Linked DNA regions of Mus musculus: all the other regions are linked to region 1. The links are chromatin contacts, called in public HiChIP or PLAC-seq and promoter capture Hi-C maps. All regions are on one chromosome and are shown on one strand. Each heading gives the region's core, a stretch centred on a gene start, on an enhancer-like site or on the middle of the called end of the contact. The rest is flanking DNA. Distances are from core to core; before and after follow the strand shown.

The links. Promoter capture Hi-C pulls out the DNA fragments that hold promoters and counts their contacts. HiChIP or PLAC-seq counts read pairs in DNA pulled down with a chosen protein or histone mark.
Region 2: an H3K4me3 HiChIP or PLAC-seq map of embryonic stem cells shows a contact between it and region 1, with 11 read pairs. The contact joins the enhancer-like site here to the promoter of Tbca in region 1. A contact is called at or near these places in 6 of 39 promoter capture datasets (the C10 cell line, cranial neural crest, embryonic stem cells and 2 more), 2 of 115 datasets of contacts at active chromatin or transcription factors (embryonic forebrain and embryonic stem cells) and 1 of 9 other capture datasets (embryonic stem cells).
Region 3: a promoter capture Hi-C map of the HPC-7 cell line shows a contact between it and region 1, with 2.0 times the contacts expected there. The contact joins the enhancer-like site here to the promoter of Tbca in region 1. A contact is called at or near these places in 8 of 39 promoter capture datasets (the HPC-7 cell line, HPC-7-derived erythroid cells, cranial neural crest and 3 more) and 1 of 9 other capture datasets (embryonic stem cells).

The regions. Positions count from the first base shown.
Region 1 is chr13:94,787,378-94,790,928 of GRCm38.p6, forward strand. It overlaps Tbca (tubulin cofactor A), which reads left to right and starts at 1,543. Exons shown (of 4, transcript NM_009321.3): 1 at 1,543-1,625. The coding sequence starts at 1,573.
Region 2 is chr13:94,441,578-94,445,128 of GRCm38.p6, forward strand. Ap3b1 (adaptor-related protein complex 3, beta 1 subunit) reads left to right here. Exons shown (of 27, transcript NM_009680.3): 9 at 2,342-2,439. Among named protein-coding and RNA genes, the nearest start is that of Ap3b1, 84 kb to the left of the region's middle. Within about 2 kb of position 1,799, at least 19 of the 459 cell types and tissues checked have an H3K27ac peak or open chromatin away from gene starts, as enhancers often do. A contact at or near this core is called in embryonic stem cells and stem cell-derived epiblast-like cells, where this site is marked.
Region 3 is chr13:94,474,694-94,478,244 of GRCm38.p6, forward strand. Ap3b1 (adaptor-related protein complex 3, beta 1 subunit) reads left to right here. Exons shown (of 27, transcript NM_009680.3): 18 at 2,273-2,435. Among named protein-coding and RNA genes, the nearest start is that of Ap3b1, 120 kb to the left of the region's middle. Within about 2 kb of position 1,703, at least 16 of the 459 cell types and tissues checked have an H3K27ac peak or open chromatin away from gene starts, as enhancers often do. A contact at or near this core is called in the HPC-7 cell line, where this site is marked.

The DNA.
Region 1 (3,551 bases), core at 293-2,792:
GGGAGCTAGGTTTTGAGACTGGATTTATACCTGGAGCTCTGCTCTGACAAGACTGAAGGATGTTCCAGAGCCAGCCATGAAGATGAGAACTGAACTAAGGGTCAGGAGAGGCCAAGAGCATCAAGTGAAGAACAGAACCAAGAAATGAGGACGCAATGGAGGCCATGCCTCAATTCCTTGGGGGTTGTAGGGGTGCTTCAACAGGAAGAGACTCTAGAACACAGTTCAGGGTGCCTTGTTCTATGCAAATTGTATCTTGGAAAATATGGTGGAGTCAAAAGTTGTCCCATGTCTGCTGTGTTTAGGCATTGTGCTGAATGCCACCCTCTATACACCTGTCACGTGACGTGGGCATTATTTCTTAGGGCTCTTCAAGGAGGTTGAGTGCCGGGGTCCTGTGTTCGCTAAAGGATAGAACTCCACATGTGAGATAGGTGGCTAGTCATTTGCTCTCAAATGACTGAGTCCATTAAGTGTGTAGCAAGAAAAAGGAGATGAACAAATAAATAGCAGGGAGCGGATAGATGACACCATCGAAACAGGTTCTTACAACACCCTGCACAAAGCACTGGAGAAGTCCCTCGGAGTCCCCCAGTCAGAGATTCTCTCTGTGGATGGGATTCTGCCATTTTGTTGCCAGTGTAGGCATACTTTTACACAACTTAAAAAACAAAAACCAAGCGTTTATTTCATACACTTCTGTGTATATTTGCAAGCCACAGTGAACTTGCAGAGGTCAAAGGACAACTTGCGAGAGCTGGTTCTTACACTCTACCACTTTTGAGTCCTGCAGATTGGTCTCAGGCCATCAGGCTAGGAGGAAAGGGCTGCTCCCCTCTAGGCCAAGAAGGTGCAATGCTGTACTGTTTTCTCCCTGTCTCAGGGGTAGGGGGCCAGCATGTCTCAGGACGGGGAGTCTTGCTGGACACTTGAAACAAACTTGCTAAAATTTAGGACAAGAGGAACCTCCTTACTCCCAGAGTCCTCTCTCCATAAACTCAAACATCACAAGACAATTTACATAAGTAACACTCTGGAAAGGGAAGGGACTATATGGAGAAAGGGAACCGGAAGAGGGGGCATGGATTGGAATGTAAAAAAAAAAATTAAATTAAAATTAAAAATTTCTTTTGACTGTCTGCATTATGGTATTTTATTTCATCAAACACAGATCTCTTTCTCCATTTGACAACAGACAGTGAAAACAAAAATTATCCTTGTTAATAGTTTCTAAGTCACACTGTCCATTAAGCAGCTAATCCTGTTCACTTTCTCAGGAACAGAAAGTTTCTTAACTCAGGCTATGGAGACTGAGAAAATAAAAGTGCAGCTTGTGTACAAATCCTGTCCAAGCACCAGGGAGAAGCAGCTGGTATAGGGCTTTGAGAGTCTCCAGCTCTAGGTACCAGCAGTCTAGATGCAAGGATTCCAGGTAAGAGTCGGGAGGCGAGGCGGGGTCGGGCTCTCCAGGTACGCATGCGCGCACTCTGGGCTCCACGCCCACTCCACCGCCCCTTCTGCGCCGGCGCGCCGCGCAGCCCCGCCTCTCCTTCCTGCGGCGCCTTAGGGACCATGGCCGATCCTCGCGTGAGGCAGATCAAGATCAAGACCGGAGTAGTGAGGCGGTAAGGAACGGCCGGCGGCTCCGCGGCTGACGCTCGCTCTTCCCTTCTCACCGCCGGGGAAGCCGGGCGGAGCGTAGGCCCGATGCGGGCGCGGCTTCCAGGCCTCGGCGGGCGGGATGCGAGGGGCCCGCACACGCCTAGGCTGGCGCTGGCAGGGAGCCGCCCTCGGCGCTGGCCCTGCCGCCCTCCGTGCAGGGCTCGGCGCGACCTCGGCGCTGGCCTGGCCGCCTTCCGTGCGAGGCTCGGAGGCGTCCTCCGCGCTCGTAGGCCGGGAGGAGGAGGAAGAGGAGGGCGACCTGTGCCTGGAGGGCCTCGGCCTGTGCGTGCGGGGCGCCGGCTCCCTGAACTTTGCAGTAGGGAGGCGGAGTCCGCCCTGGCCTGGCCTCAGGTGGACTGGACAGCGCTCAAGTTTAAGGGACGCTGAGATCATGGGCCTCACTCAGAATACACAATGGCGGGGCCCTGGCCTCTGACATGGCTCACTTCCAGAGTTTGGGAACTGGGGCTTGAACGTGAGCACCTCTGCAAACTTCTTCCCCGAAGCTCGCCCCGGAGCTGTGGGCTGCTGCCTCCCAGGAATAGGCCAGGCCAGTCTTGTGACTTGCCTTGACTCCCGACTGTACATATTGCAGTGCTCATTAGAACTAGTTTTGTTCAGACCCAAGCTGATCATACCGAAACATTCCAAGGGAAAAGATACACAGCCTCCTTACGAAGCAGATCGTTCTGCAGGGGAAATAGCTTTTTTTCCTGTTGCTCCATCTCTCCACCGTTTATTGATATTCCATCAGAGGGAGGTCAACCCATAGAGGAGAGAATCACTTTTAGAGATACTGCCCGAGTTTTAGTACTTCGAACGGTACTTTGGAAGCTTTTATTACAAAGGCAGCTAGGGTATGGTAGGGGGGCGGGGCGGGGGTGAAGGTGGGGGGGATAGACAGTCGGTTCTGAATTGTGCCTGACTTCAAATCTGGTTTTATGTATTCTGGAACATATTTCATCGTTGTACTGTGCCTCTTCTTACTGAATTTGGAAGATAGAGTCCAAATTCTCCCTGAATTCAGTTTTTGGAAGAAATACCTGCTACATTTTTGATACAGTGTGATTCAAATAAATAAGATACACCATATAGGTTTTGCTCAGTACATGTTTATGAGTGCAGTTTTCAGAATGTGGCTGAAGTCACACTTCAGGTTAGTAGCAGAGCAAGCAAATGAAACAAGGATCCTGGCTCCAGCTGGGATGCGGTGATAGAGCATTAGACTGTGTGATAACACAGGAGGGGAATATGAGATCTATAGCATACAGTAAGTAATCCGCGCTGTCCCTCAGCCCACACGTTTCTTCTCTTTTGCCAGACTTTCCTTGGCTGTGTCATTTCCTTTAGCATATTGTCTATTTTGCAGAAAAGAACCCGGAGGTATAAGAGACTGCTTTAAAGTAAATATCATGAGAAAACATTTCTAAATGTTTTCCCATTAATATGTTGTTGATTTTATCACCCTCTTGATCTATTCTATAAATTTATTTAGTTCAAGTAGTTATAGCCTAACCATACATATGCTAGAGAAACGTCCTTTAAGTAATTAAGAACTAGCTTGTGAGACATTGACAAATTCTCAGATGCCTACATAAACTGCACAGAAGTAGATAAAGTTTTCTGGGTAGATTAATAGGACATTATCAAAGTTTACTTTTGGTATTCATATTTCAATAAGTTAATAATTTTCATGAAACTCATAATTTACCATAATCTCAAGTTGCTTATTAAATGAATGTGTATCATACGCATCTTCCCTGGCCCTTTGTTGACATGAGGTGTAGCATTTCTTCTTGCATACTGTAAAACAGGGACATACACTTTTAAACTTAAAATTTGTATTTCACTTGTTGATTACCTGCATTTTATCTTGCTGTATAATATCT
Region 2 (3,551 bases), core at 549-3,048, 350 kb before region 1:
TGTTCTCTTTACTTAGTAAAACTTCAAATACGAGGAAAGAACTTCACTGGCTACTTCTTTTCTATACTGTTTTGAGAGTTTGGCCATTAGAAGTTTATATATCTTAGCAATTAGCAGGGTTATAAAATCTTACTATTAGTAGTGTCATTTCTAAATCACTTTTCAAAAGCCCTGTCATAGTAAGACATGGATTCACTGATACTGTTGACCATGGCTGATGTTTGTATGCCCCAGTCTGCGAGGTAGCTGTTGCTCGCTGTCAGTTTACTCACCATCAGCTTCAGTTCATCTTGGAAGTTGGTTTTGAGATTCAGATCCTTGCTGACAGTGGCAGGGTTGAATCCTGGGGTACTTTGTTATTTCTGTGCATCTTTGGGGTCCCTCCTTACTTGCTAGTGCATCATCAGGCTGCCATGGTTTTGAGCACATTGCATTCCTTTGCTTTGTATACATTTAAATGAGACCTGACTTTTGGAGGATTATGAAAGATTAAAACAAACAGACCCTTTTTAATTAATTCTGTATTTGCCAGGTGTAGTGGCTCATACCTTTAATTCCAGTACTTAGGATGTAGAGGCAGGCGGATCTGTGCTGGACTAGAGTTTCAGGCCCATTGAGACTGAGATCCTATCTTAAAACAAGCAAGCAAGCAAAAACTTGTTCTTACATTTCAAAGGTGATTATGGGAATTTGTTTCAGAAAGCTGATGGACCAGTGTTGTGACTGCATTGGAGGCAGAAGCAGGAGCAGACGGCTCTGAGGCTGCAGCCACTAGCAGTCTAGGACATGCATGGTTCAAAAGAGTGTGTGGTATAGGATGCGGTCATTGTGAGCGTGGGCTACTGGAGAAGTCTGGGCATTGAGTCTGGACTTTGGAGTTGTCAGAGTTTCTCTCGTGGCTTTTTACATATTGGCTCTCAGATTTCAGATGTGCTGTTGAAGAAATCTTAAATTATGTTATTTATTTATTTATTTATAGATAATGGGGCAAAAGGAAGGTTGTTTTATTCTTTTGGATTTGAGAGTGCTGTGACTAATATATTCAAAAGATGCCATACCAAGTAAAAGCCGTGACTTGATACACATAGAAAATACAGTTTCTATTCTTGCATATGGGTTTGGATGTCTTGTTTATGGAACAGATGAGAATTTTCAGGTTCTGTTTGAAGGCCGTAAAGCCAACTTCATTATTACTATTTTTATGTATTACAAAGAACAGTACATTTAGGATCCCTAAACTGTTGCTTTTTTTTTAAATTGTGATTTTTAGCTTAGTGATGAATGTCCTTAGCTCAACCACCTTGAGGTGTGGTATGCTATCTAGGCATGCCTGAAACTCTTGCTTACCTCTTTGAACTTGGTGGACTGTGTAGAAGTTAATTTGTATTTGTCTTCTGGGCTGTTTTTGTTGCTATGTCTCTGTTGGCACAAGCTAAATTGGATATTTGGGGGTGAGGAATCTCTGTGTGAACCTAAATGTAGAAGCATGTTTTGAAAAAAAGCACAGACTTGCTTTATTTTGAGAAAAGTTCTGTTACCCTTGCCCTGGCTCTGGCCTATTTTAAGACTGGTTTTAAAGCTGTGCATCTTAAAAAGTCAGAGCCCTGCTAAGGCCTTGTTCTTGCTACACTGTAAATCATTTTCTTTATTTCAGACTGCTTGTTGCTCCCAAACAGTGTCTGTGTAGCTTAGAGCTCATGCCCTTTAGAACTTCTGTGTGTCTGAGCCCCAGCACCCAGATGGACAGCGCACAGTTGCCGGCCCAGGGCTGCTGTCACCGTCCGCAGTTGGTGTAATGGCATTTTCTTTTCTCAGGATATGCTAGTTTCCTGCCACTACAAATTGCCACAGTCTAGGTGGATAAGGAGGATAGGAGTTCCTGGAAGCGGGAAGACTGAAGTCAGGTGTAAATAGGCTGAGTCCCTCTCCACACTCTCCATGTGGATTCAAGAAGCTGTCTCTTTCTTTATCTGAAGGTGCTTGTGCAAGGTCCTTGCATTTCTTGGTTTACAAATGAATCACTCACTTCCTGCTCCCTCCCTACCCTCTCCTTCTCTCTCTCCCCTCCCCCTTCCTTTGTTGGGCACTCACACCCTTCTGCTTCTGCTCAAGGTGATCACCTTCGAACATCCTTAATGACACTAGCTAACTTCTATTCTCTCTCAAACGCAAGCACTTTGTCAAGGTAGGAAGTGCTTTGGAGAAAACAGCTTCACCCCACTACAAAGACTACAGTGTGTTCTCAAAAGAGTGAGCGAGCAAGCGAGCGAGCAAGCGAGCGAGCATGTTTTTGGTCCTGCTACTTAGATGCTCACTGTGCCTCTTGTGACCCTTTTTCCAGGTGGTTATGGCTGTCGCTCAGCTATATTGGCACATCTCACCCAAGTCGGAGGCTGGTGTCATTTCTAAATCACTGGTGCGCTTATTGCGCAGCAATAGGTAGGTCATGGTTTGCCTGTGCTTTTCCCTCTGTGCTCTCAGAAGTGGGGTTGGAACAGTGTAATCCGTCTCCCAGTTGGAGAAATATAGTTGACTATTTCATAAGTAAGATCTCATACTTAATGGGTTATTATAAAATGATCTCAATCTTAATGAAAAAAAGAAGTTTTTAGCTTCGAGTCCAGAGAGGTTAAAGTAGGTTGCGACAGAGCACGCACCTCACTTTTCTGTGTGTGACAGTCAGTCTTGCTGTTGTGACAGTCAGTCTTGCTGTTGTGACAGTCAGTCTTGCTGTTGTGACAGTCAGTCTTGCTGTTGTGACAGTCAGTCTTGCTGTTGTGACAGTCAGTCTTGCTGTTGTGACAGTCAGTCTTGCTGTTGTGACAGTCAGTCTTGCTGTTGTGACAGTCAGTCTTGCTGTTGTGACAGTCAGTCTTGCTGTTTTGAAGTGTTCTGGAATTACTGAAAACCTGACTGATGTGTCCTCAGCCTGTGCTCAGTGTGTTAGAGCTGACCATGGGACAGTGCAGAGGCCACGTAATGTCACCTGTGCAGAGCCCTACTTCATTCAGAGTCGGAGTGTTCAATCATAAGTTTCTTCTGTGCGAGTGTGTGTGCATGTGCGTGTGTGTGCGCGTGCGTGCATGTGTGTGGGTGTGGATGTGTCTCTGGGGAATATGGAGACCAGAGGAGGATGACTGGCATTCTACTGTGATGTTATTTTATGCCAGATTCTCTTGAGACCAAGATGTCTTACTGCACTTGGTAGGCTGGTGGTAGCCAGCCCCAGGGGGCTCCCATCTTACCTTTTACAGCAGTGGAGTTATAGGCTCACATGTGGTTATGCCCAGCATTTTACACAGGTGCTGGGGTTTTGAACTTGGGTCTTCATGTTTGCACAGCAAGCCCTTCCATCTGCTAAACCATCCCAAGAGTAGCTATTAGAAATAACTACTTCCTTTAAAAAAAAAAAAACCCTGTTTCATGTATGGATAGGTAGATGTGGCCACCTTTTAAAAATTTCCTCCATATAATTCAGTAGTTCAGATCAGCAGTTTGAAAAAACTTAAATAGAGTTGCTGCAATGAGTTGTTTCAAATTTAGCATTAGAT
Region 3 (3,551 bases), core at 453-2,952, 310 kb before region 1:
CTCACCCCGTAAAGACTAAAACACATCTATTTAAAATATAGTAAAAACCCCTCGCAAGTGTGTTCAGGCTTGAAGCTCCAAACATAAGCAGTGTGGAGCACGTTTCTTCTGTGTGTACAGGTTTTGTTAGAGGCTGGAATATGGAGTGAGTGTTCTCTGCTGTGGTCTTGTGCAGACATCATCTTTCCTGATAAGTGTGCTTGCTGGCTCTTAGCTTGTTCTCCTCTTGTCTGATTGGCTACACAATGCTCTGGCTCAAGTAGAACAATCCCTTTGTTCTCCCACCATAATAGCCCGCTCTTTCCTTCCCTTTCTCTTCCCTCTGGAAAGAGCGCATCTTCTTAGAGATTGGTGGCAATGCTATGCAGTTAAATTTTTCCTTGGTGGTGTTCTAAGGTTGGCTGCCTTCTTACATTTTCACGTGTTCTAAGCATTAACTCTTTATAAAAGAGCTATAAGGGACAGTACATAAGCAATCTGTTTTCCTATCTTCATTTCAGTTGTGGTTTCTTTTTCATTTTGCTGACTATATTTCTGAAATTAATAATTAATAACTTATGGAGAATAATTATAGCTAATGGAACCAGATTTTAAAAGTATCCATTTAAGCTATAGAACAAACAGATTTCTTCTATCAGTTTCTGAGATAGTGGTTTAAAAAGCTTTATGAGGGATGTAATGAAATATAAATACAATGTAACTAGTTCTATTTTGAGATGCCTTCCTAGCTGCAGAAAGTGTTGCTCAGATCATCCCTTTTTGCCTTGCTCTGTACAGTCCTCCCCTTGAAGTCATATCAGTGCATTTTGTGCACATGATACACTGTATTATTCTGGGTTTACTATCTAGTGATCCTCTAAGGTCAAATCTCATTATTATGAAATATAACTTAGGAAGAAAAATGTCTGAGGCTAGATAATCTGACATTTTAATCAAAACAACAGGGAGCCTGGTCAGGTTGACACTAGAAGTCACTTTGAATTACACACCACCATTTCCAGGATATCAGATATGATGTATATTTATATTAAGGTACCAGTGAGTTTTGGGGCTCCTTTAGAATTTTTTGTTTAGTTACAGAAAATCCTTTTTTTCCAGTTACTCAAGACTTTCTTGTCCATATCAAGGACATTTTGCTTTATAAACATATAGTTAACATTGCCTTGTGGAGGATCTTAGCTTTCCCATGTCTCCATCTCTTCTCCTGTTTTTGTTGCTTTTCTTTTGCTTACAGCTCTATAGCTCTCACACCAAAGTGAGAATCTAGTGGTATTAGGCTTTGGGCCTTTAATGTGTGAAACTATGTGGATGTGGAAACTCATGTATTCAAACTATTTTTATTAGTTTTCTTGTCATTTCCCAAGTAATGATTTTTCTGGCCACTGGAGCGACTCTTGGCAATTGTTTTTTTTTTTTTTTTTTAAGCATACATATTTTTGTTTATATTAGTATTTTAAAATACATTCCCAGAAAATTGTAATGAGACTTTGGTATATCATGCTGTAAATCCCTTTACAATAATACATGTGCGCACACACGCACACACACACACACAGACACACACACACACACACACACACACACACACATGTATACATATACACTCTAGTTTGGCTGTAGCAGAGTCTGTAAGAGGAAAAGGAAGTGTGTGGGAACAGCTTGCCAGACCTCAGGAGGGAGACTGTTGTGGACTTTGCCCAAGTATTGAGTGAAATGGGGAACTAAGGAGGACTAGAGAGTAGCTGGTCCTGACTGTCCAGCTGCTGTCTTCAGCAGACTTTGGTTGGACTCAATGGAGAGAAGCAAGTGACCGGTTGGGAACCTCCTGAGGCAGTCCAAGAGAGACAGGTGCCCAGACCAGAGTGGAAAAGCAAGTCACCATGGGTTAGAGATGAGGCTATGAGGAGTCAGGCTTTAGCTTAGCAAGGTGATGAGTATTTACTGCCAGTATTACTATAGTTTGCTTGCTTTTGTCCTCTTAAGTGTCAAGTGTATTATTGCTGTTGATACTGTAGGTTAAGTCTCATGTGGACCAACACATTTGGTAAACACTCTGGAAAGGTAATGTGAGTGAGATAAAAGTGGGCTCTGAATGAGAGTGTATGTATATGCTGTGTTTGGAAATGGATACCTTTGCTGTTGGGACTGCATGTCTAGCACTTGGTTTCTCTGTGAAAGTCTCAAACTTCTCTTCTGAGTTCACAGTGAACTTGCAAGGAGTCTGCATCCCGTAATAAGAATTCATTAATGTTTCCTTTGTTGATATAAACAGGCAAAAGAATGGACCCCACTTGGGAAAACAAAGAAAGAAAAACCCATGAAGAAATTTTACTCTGAATCTGAGGAGGAGGAGGACGAGGACGAGGATGAGGACGAGGAGGAGGAAGAAAAGGAAGATGAGGATGAGAACCCCTCTGATAGCAGCAGTGACAGTGGTGGGCTTTATAATAATTGAAGTGATTGTCACATAAGATGCTCCTTATCTTATCCTTTGTTACTAAACCTAAGACATCTCAGAATTTATTTATTTTCAGAGCTAGGAAGTTGAGAGCATTGAGGAAAGCATATAGGTATGGACTGAGAATCCTGGACATCAGCTGTGCCAACTGAATGAGGTGAAGAGGAACACTTTAATCCTAACACTTGGGAGGCAGAGGCAGGCCAGCATGGGGGAGGGGGGAGAAGAGGGGAGGGGAGGAGACGGGAAGAGAGGAGAAGAGAAGAGAAAGAGGGAGGGGAGAGACAGGGAGGAGAAAGAGAAAGGGAGGAAAGAGAAGGAGGAGAGGAGAGATTCAGAGAGAGAAAGATTCAGAACAGCCAGGGCTACACAGAGAAACTCAGTCTCGGAAGACCAAAAACAAAACAAAACAAAACAAAACAAAACAAAACAAAACAGAACAAAACAAAAACCCAACCAAAACAAAAGCTAAAATTTTGTATGATATTTATGTTAGTTGACATGAGTCACAAGTTAAAAGTGTAACATGGTGGCCATTCTGGCCCAAGGCTATTACTTAGTTCTCTACTACTTTCTCACCTGCCCTATGAAAATTTTTGTAATATCTGATAAATTAACCTGATACATTAACTTTTTTTGTTGTAGTTGGTCGGGTTTTTTTTTTTTGTTTTTTGTTTTGTTTTGTTTTGTTTTGTTTTGTTTTGTTTTGTTTTTGGGGTTTTTGTTTTTCGAGACAGGGTTTCTCTGTGTAGCCCTGGCTGTCCTGGAACTCACTCTGTAGACCAGGCTGGCCTCGAACTCAGAAATCCACCTGCCTCTGCCTCCCAAGTGCTGGGATTAAAGGCGTGTGCCACCACTGCCTGGCAATACATTATCTTTTTATATAATAAGCCAAATACCTCAACTGAAAAGTTAACATAGAAAATATGTAACTTGAAGAGTGAGGTAGACCATTGAAAAATTGTTTCCATAGTTAATTAGATTGTTTCTATAGTTAATCATGCACTTTATTTTATACCCTACACATGTGTCTCCATCATATTTGTTTTCAAGCTTGGGCCTATTTCTAGATTAGTGTTGTTCAACATCCTTA